Linked DNA regions of Sus scrofa: region 2 is linked to region 1. Evidence: chromatin contacts called from public Hi-C data. All regions are on one chromosome and are shown on one strand. The core of a region is the stretch at or near the end of the contact, and the rest is flanking DNA. Distances in the headings are between cores, read along the strand shown. Region 1 holds the start of GRIPAP1 (GRIP1-associated protein 1). Region 2 holds the start of TFE3 (transcription factor E3).

Region 1 (4,157 bases), core at 964-3,463:
GGGCTGGGGGTCGAACTGGAGCTACAGCTGTTGGCCTACGCCACAGCCACAGCAACACAGGTTCCAAGCCATATCTGCGACGTACACCACAGCTCACGGCAATGCCGGATCCTTAACCCACTGAGCAAGGCCAGGGATCGAAAGTTTGTCCTCGTGGATGCTAGATAGATTCGTTAACTGCTGCACCAGGACGGAACTCCTCCCTGAGTAATTTTTGAACACAGTATTTTGACTACCATCCGATTAAAAATAAAAGGAATTGCATCAAATATTGAATCCATGGTTAGGTTGTTAAACACAATATGTTGACTATAGACCACCATAAGCCTACAGACAAAAGAAGCTGTAAAAAAGTACTGGCCTTGGAGTTCCTTTGTGGTGCAGTGGGTTAAGGATCGGCCTTGAAATTGCAGCAGCCCTGTTCACTGCTGTGGCACAGGTTTTAGGTTTGATCCTGGCGAATTGGGAATTGTCCACATGGCACAGCCAAAAATAAAAAATAAAAAAGGAATTGGCCCCTAGTTGGTAGATTAGTTGTGGTTTTTTTTGGCTGCACCTGCAGCATGCAGTTCTCTGGCCAGGGATGGAACCCACGCCCTAGCTATAACCAGAGCCTCGGCAGTGACAACACCAGATCCTTAACTCACTGAGCCACAGGGAACTGCTGGTAGACTTGTTTTTCCTACTCTTACGGGCGGGCAATTCTGGAATTACTTAATGTAGATTATATGATTACACAAAGAAGAAAATTTATTTTGGATAATGGGAGCTAGGTTTTTTCCCTGCCGGAGAAGGGATTTACAAATATGGAAAGTGAGAAAGCTAGAATGAATCTTGTATGGTTGGGCTGAAATGTGGTGTAGATTGCAGACTCGGCTTGGATCCCGCATTGCTGTGGCTCTGGTGTAGGCCAGTGGCTATGGCTCTGATTCGACCCCTAGCCTGGGAACCTCCATATGCTGTGGGTGGGGCCCTAAAAAGCAAAAAATAAATAAACATAAATAAATAAATAAAATGATGGTGGCATGTCAAAGGGACACAAAGCCAACTTGAAAGAGCTCCCACTGGCCAAATCTAGGACAATTTGAGCATCAAATGAAAAAATGATAGTTATTGATTATAAATCATTGAATAAAGTAAGAATTATGTCTGTACAGATAAAAATACATAAATGGGGAAGAAGAGAAAGCTTTTCCTTATGGTAGAATAATAACTAACAAATATGAAAGGAATGTTGATGTTAGAAAAATCATTGATGGATGCTGAAGCCAAGGGTTCAAAAATTTTATATATATATATAGAGAGAGAGAGAGAAAATGATAAAGAAAAGGTGGAAAAATGTAAACAATTGATGAATCTGGCATAAGGGTACAAAGAATTTCCTCGTACTGTTCTTGCTTTTCTGAATGCTTAAAATGGCATCAAAATTAAGTTATCCCTGCCAAAAGAAAGCTAAGGAAAATGGGGCGTATCCTAATACAAATACGTTGCCGCTTAACATGCTTTCTAATTTTTCTCTTTCCCAAATAAAAACTACTGCTTGCCTGACAGGGTTTGGAGAGGCTTATAAGCAAAAGAGAGACTTATAATGCATTTTAATACTTATTTGAATGTTCCTGGTGTTCTGCCATCCTATTTTTTGTTTGTTTTTTAAATGAAGATTTTTCGTTTGATTCACTGCCATTGTTTCCTCATAGGTATTTTATATTTATTAGTGGCTAAGCCCTTCACCTAACGACAGCAGCGTGTTAAGAAAATCAGTGTCAAAGCTTTAAAGAGGAAAAAAAAAAAAAAAAACGCCAGAGGCTTCAAAGGGGCGGGATTCCCTTATGGGGTCACCCGGAGGAGGGCGGGAACAAGATCAGCGCAAGGCTTCCGCTTTCATTAAGTCAACCATCCTCCTTAAAGGAGTACCGCGGAAGTGTCATTTTCGGTCGGCAAACACTTCCTTAGCGACGAGTCCACCGATGACACAGGGATGCCATAGTGTCGCATCACAATGGGTAGTCTGTGAGAGCTTAAAATCCAGATCAAATGACATAGGTTCTGGTAAAATATTACATTGCAATTCACCTAACCTGTCGGTTTCCTCCGCTTCTCTCAGTTTCCAAAACGCTGGACTTCCGGAGTAGACTTCTCCCCCTCTCTTCCTGCCCAGTGGTTTGGTCCGACCTTAATTCTAATGACAGGAGGGACAAACTGCGTCTGCGCAGAAAGCTGTAGGGGGGGTGGGGGGGAGGAACATGGCGCAAGCTCTGTCTGAAGAGGAGTTTCAGCGGATGCAGGTGCCGCTCACCGGGGAAAAGACCACCGGGCTAGGCGACAAGGGGGCGGGAAAGAGAGAAGTCGTGCCATGGGTCTGGGCAGGGGTTGGTTGGGATGGATCTTGAGTCTAAGGGGTTGGTCTGGGGAAGGGAAACTGAGGCTCCGAGTGCTGATACTACTGGATTCTGAGATCCTGTTGGGCTCTGAGGGGTTGGATTCTGTTAGCCTTGTGGGCGGAGGAGAGAGTCCTAGCGTGGGCGGTACCTTACTCAGACCTGGGGGGGACGAGACCTTTGGGCCCGTGCGGGGGACACCTGGGTGGGCGATGATAATGTTGGGCTTTGAGGGAAGGAGATCCTGAGAGGGCGAAACCATTTTGTCTGGAGAGGAAGGAAGCGGGCGTTGGGCTGTTTGCGTCATGGTGGGGGGAGCTCTGGAGAGGGCAATACCATTGCTGGTGGGAGGTGGACGTTTTTGTGGGAGATACCATTGTGTCAGGGGACAGGGGAAAGACCCCACATGTTGTCATTGTTCCTGGGAAATGGAGCTTCTGTGCGAGAGGGGTGTAGCGGATCCCAAGAGAGGGCAGTACCATTGGATGATGAGGCGTGATCCCATTAGGCCTGGGGTGAATGGGTAATACCATTAATCCTTTTTGGTGAGAGACCAGAGGAGGTGAAAGAGTGATCCCTTGCACCGCGTGGAGGGGACATCACTGCTCTGTAGGGAGGTACCCTAGCTGAGGACTCTGACCACTTGATTCTTTTGGGGGAGACTCTGAGGTGAGATGACAGGCCAAAGTGGGACCTTGTTGCGAGAGTTCCTAACTGGGGAAGACCATTGGGTTTAGTGAGTGGGGAGACTCTGAAAGGTAGAAACCTCTGGTAGGGTCCTGTGGAGGACAGGAGGGACTCCAAGTAAGGACAGGTCATCTGTTGGTCCTTGAATGAAGGAAACCAGTTGTTACTGTGTGAGGGACCCTGAGGGTGGAAGGGCGAGGTCATTGGACCATAAAAGGGGAAGGGCTCTGTAACTTGTGCAGGTATTCCGCGTAATCCAGTCGACCCACCCAAGGCCTTGTTTGGGGAAAAACCCTGAAGGATATAGGGCCATTCCATTAGAGGTCTCGAGGGGTATAGGGGACTCTTGAGTGAGGAAGATTGATTCCATTGGCCATGAGTGATGGGAAAACCATTGGGCTCTGATGGATAGGAACTTTTTTTTTCAGGGCCAAACCCATGGCATATGGAAGTTCCCAGGCTAGGGGTCGAATCAGAGCTACAGCTGCCAGCCTACACCTCAGCCACAGCAACGCCACATCCGAGTTGAGTCTGCGATCTACACCACAGCTCACAGCAACGCTGGATCCCGACCCACTGAGTGAGGCCAGGGATTGAATTCACATCTTCATGGATATCAGTTGGATTCGTTTTTGCTGCGCCACAATGGGAACTGCTGGATAGGGCCTCTGAAGTGGGTGCCAGCGGTGTTCCAGTTGGATCAGGACAAGGGAGACAGATCACAGAATCCGAGAGAGGACAGGGGCAAGAAGCTTCTATAGAGGTTCTGTGCTGTCTCCTTTAGTAGACCACCCCGGGATGGAGGCTGGCGCCATGGAAGAGAGGGAAAAGTCCTGGTGGAGTAAGGGATAGCGGTTCTGGAAAGAACTGACCTCAGTGCCCCGGAAGGGTAGTAAGGAGGGGTATGCTGTTTGGAATGGCCCATACATTACTTTTCCTCAATTTTTTTTTTTTTTAAGGCTGCACTTGTGGCATATGGAGGTTCCCAGGCTAGGGGTCGAATTGGAGCCACAGTTGCTGGCCTACGCCACAGCCACAGCCATGGGGGATCCAAGCCGCATCTGTGACCTACACCGAAGCTCATGGCAACGC
Region 2 (4,086 bases), core at 1,364-3,863, 46 kb before region 1:
TCTTTTTAGGGCCACACCCATAGCATACAGGAGTTCCCAGGCTAGGGGTCCAATCGGAGCTACTGTTGCTGGCTTATGCCACAGCCATAGCCACACAGGATCCAAGCTGCATCTTCGACCTACACTACAGCTTACCGCAATGCTGGATCCTTCACCCACTGAGCAAGGCCAGGCATCAGAGTCGCATCCTCATGGATACTAGTCAGGTTCATTACCGCTGTGCCACCATGGGAATGCCTGTTCTGATATTTTTTTTACAGTTTTTCTTTTTAAAGTTAAGGTTTTTAGCCAATCTGGAATTAACTTTTCTGAACTGACTAAATTAGGAATCTAATCCTTCCCCCCAAAAGATTCCCCAAACCATTTTAGGAAATAGTCCATCTCTCTCCCAGTGACTTGACATAACAGTTTTGTCATTTACTGATTCCCACAAACACCTAGGTCGAGTTTTGGATTTTTTTTTTCCGTACCATCGATGTAGTTTTCTATTCCTACTTGCATATTACAATGTTTTAATTACTAGAGCTTTGTCATATATTTTGAATCTGGTAAAATGATGCCTTCATCTTTCTTCTTCTTTTATAAAATTAGATACGCTTACATATTTAAGGCAACGTAGGAATTTTAACATCAGGTCCTCAAGTTCCATTTTTTAAATTTTTCAGGGCCACGCCTGAGGCATATGGAGGTTCCCAGGCCAGGGGTTGAATTGGAGCTGCAGCTGCCAGCCCATGCCACAGCCACAGCAATGCCAGATCCCAGCCAAGTCTGAGGTCTACACCACAGCTCACCACAACGCCAGGTCCTTAACCCACTGAGGGAGCAGGGCCAAGGATCACACCCACGCCCTCATGAATACTAGTCAGGTTGGTTACTGCTAAGCCACAAGGGGAACTCCAAAAAAATTTTTTTTATGAATGCACCCACAGCATATGGAAGTTCCCAGGCTAGGGATCAAATACGAACCACAGCTGCCACCTACACCACAGCGGTGGCAACACTGGAACCTTAATCCACTGTGCAGGGCTGCGGATCCAACCAGCACTTCCACAGCAACCTGAATCGCTGCGTGGCATCTTTAACCCACTGTGTCACAGTGGGAACTCCCCGTTTTGGAATTTGTATTGGTACCATATTGATTTTGTGAAAGATTAGTTTGGGGAAGAATTGTCACCTTTGTTATGTGGATGATGATGATATGTGTGTGTGTGTGTGTGTGTGTGTGTGTGTGTGTATGGGGACGTTCGTGTTTACCAAGTCGACTTGATAATAAGGGAAATAAGGGTGCCAATACAGAAAGGTACAAGGCAAATGGAAGTTCAGTGAAGTTCCCAGTGGTGCAACTGATGGGCATGGTCTTGGGATGCTGGGAAGAATTTAGGGAAGGTTGTTGGTCCTGGTGTTTTGTGAGTTGACTGTGCACCTGAAGGTGTGAGTGGGACCCTCCGCTGTGTGCAAGCCAACTTGCATACATTTAGCACACAGAGGAGCTCAATCAATGTTTGCTGTACCAGTGCACAAATGAGTGAATCAATTTTTTTATTTTTGTCTTTTTAGGGCCGCACCCGAGGCATATGGAGGTTCCCAGGCTAGGGGTCTAATTGGAGCTACAGCTGCCGGCCTCCGCCACAACCACAGCAACGCCAGATCCGGGGGGCGTCAGCGACCCACACCACGCTCACCGCAACACCGGATCCTTAACCCACTGAGCGAGGCCAGGGATCAAACCCGAAACCTCGTGGTTCCTAGTTGGATTCGTTTCCGCTGCGCCACGATGGGAACTCCTGAATCAATGAATTTTTGGAGAGGTTATTGTATACCAAAAAATCTGCTAGCACTATTCATAAATTACTTCTACTCCCTATAAAAATGTCGCCAGACAGGTATTAAGACCCCCATTTGACGGCCAAGAAAGCTGAGGCTCCGAGAGGGTAAGTCCCTTGTCCATATCCAAACCCAGTTCTGTATAACAACAGAAGTCATCCACCGAAGGGAGCGGATCTAATGTCCATCTTTCCACTCATTCAGCCATCCGTCAAGGATTTTACTAAGCACCTACAGTGTAGCACAACGACCTAGTACAACAACCGCTCTGAACAACAAAGAGCAGACGGAGCGCTTCCTGGAAGACCAGCTGGATCGCTGGACTGTAGGTACCGAGAGGGCAGGGTTTCTGGTGCGCAATTCAAGGGAACGTAGCTGCCTAGGCCTCAAGGCTTAGGCTTTGGCTTAGCAGGCACCGCTAGATCAAGGTTGGAGCGCGGTCTGGAGAGTGGATATTACGAATGCTGGCCGAGAGAGGGCGCGATTCCGCAGCTAGAAGCGTAGCCTGGAGAGCCTCCGCGCGCCGACCGGGCTTCAGTACGCAGGCGCAGAGGCCCTAAGGAGCGGCTTACTATCTTGCGGAGGGATAATTTGAGAAGAAGAGGCGTGACTCAATCAAATTACCTCTCATTGATTTGCCTCTCTCTGAGGGCGTGGCCTAGGTGCCCCCTTCTCGGAAAAAGGGCCTGCCGAATCTAGTCTTCTTTTGGCTTCGGAGGCGTAGCTTAGGGCGGGCCCTTGAAACATCCCTCGACGATTGGTCGTCTCACCCAGAGGGCGTGGCCCGGCGAGCTGTCTATCCATCATGCGGTCACTTCCTGTGGAGTTTCCCCAGCCCAGGGAGGAGGGGGAAGAGGACGAGGGGGAGGAAGGCGGTCGTCCGGGGTTAGGTTGGGGGGGGTGTCGGTCCGTTTAGGGCGGGGGATGACTCACGGCCCATCCCATCTCCCCGACGCCGCCCGCCGGCGCAGAGCTCGCTCCATGGCTTAGCGGAGGAGGCGGTGGCGAGCGGGGGAGGGGGACTCTTATTTTGTTGGGGGGACCGGGCCGAGGCCCGACCGGCCTGGCAGGGCTCGCCCGGGGCCGGGCGTCATGTCTCATGCGGCCGAGCCAGCTCGGGACGGCGTAGAGGCCAGCGCGGAGGGCCCTCGAGCCGTGTTCGTGCTGTTGGAGGAGCGCAGGCCGGCCGACTCGGCCCAGCTGCTCAGGTGCGGGGCCGCCTGGGACCGGTAGTGCTGACTGGGGTTCCCGGGGGCCTGATCTGGGGGCAGCGGGGGCCCAGGACTGTGATCGGAGGCCCTTGGCCTAGGCTTGGAGGACGTCGGGGCGCCCGACTTGGGGGGGGCACCTAAGGAATCTGGCGGTGGCCTGCTTGGACTGAGGCTTAAAGGAGTCGTGGAAGTACATTAAGAGAGGCCTTGTTCAGATTTGGGGGGCCCTTGACTGGGTCTAGAGGGACTGATTCTGTTGTGTCCACAAACTGGTCTAACGTCGCTGAACTTCAGGGACTGAGACTCTGATTAGAGGTTGAATTTGGGATTCTTGAGTCAGGTATGAGGAGAATGAATTTAAGGGGCCACTCTGTAAGTGAGGTACTGATTTTAAGGCTTCTTTTCCCCTCAGAGAGAGGGTCCTAGGAGTCAGAGGTGCTGTCTCAGGAGCTTGGTGACTCCCAGTGGCTGGTTGCTGGAGGCTGTGTTTGGGGAAACTTGACTCTGAAGGGATTTGGGGCTATCTCAGATATGCTGCGTGGGACCAGCCTTGGGAGTGTGTGCGAGTGCACAAGAAAAGCAACATTCATCAAGACTTGATCAGAATAATCCCTCCACTTGCCCACCCGTCCAGCTGGGTCAGATCCAAGGGATAGTGGGAAAGTCCTCTTCTCACACCCTCAACAGGGGCTTGAATGGGAGTCAGTCAGACAGACAGGCAATGGAGGTGGTGCTAACACTTAACTCATTGAAGGCCTCATCAGACCTTATTGGGGAACCCAGAGGAGGATCTTGTTCCTGAGGCCACCTGCCCTAGCCTCTCAGCCAGCCCTTTTCACCCCCTACACACACACACACACACACTCAGACACAGGTACTTTTTTTTTTTTTTATCTCGCCCTCCTTGTCTGTCTCTCAGGCCCTGGAGACAATCTTGAATCTGACCCCAGAGCTGGAATGAGCACCAATTGCACCATCCCTGGCTGGGTAGTTCTTCTCTGACCTCTCAGCCTCACTTCTATCAACAGGCCTGTAAGCCCCAGCCCTCTCA

Evidence for each region. Hi-C and Micro-C count contacts between places; a contact is called where the count stands out from the background.
Region 2: a contact with region 1 is called in a Hi-C map of skeletal muscle, with 7 times the contacts expected there. The contact joins the promoter of TFE3 here to the promoter of GRIPAP1 in region 1. A contact is called at or near these places in 1 of 5 promoter capture datasets (liver), 11 of 47 Hi-C or Micro-C datasets (blood, brain, embryonic fibroblasts and 5 more) and 2 of 2 datasets of contacts at active chromatin or transcription factors (alveolar macrophages and skeletal muscle).

The regions. Positions count from the first base shown.
Region 1 is chrX:43,068,419-43,072,575 of Sscrofa11.1, reverse strand. It overlaps GRIPAP1 (GRIP1-associated protein 1), which reads left to right and starts at 2,213. Exons shown (of 26, transcript XM_021080663.1): 1 at 2,213-2,285. The coding sequence starts at 2,244.
Region 2 is chrX:43,114,904-43,118,989 of Sscrofa11.1, reverse strand. TFE3 (transcription factor E3) reads left to right here and starts at 2,613. Exons shown (of 10, transcript XM_003135074.6): 1 at 2,613-3,032. The coding sequence starts at 2,917.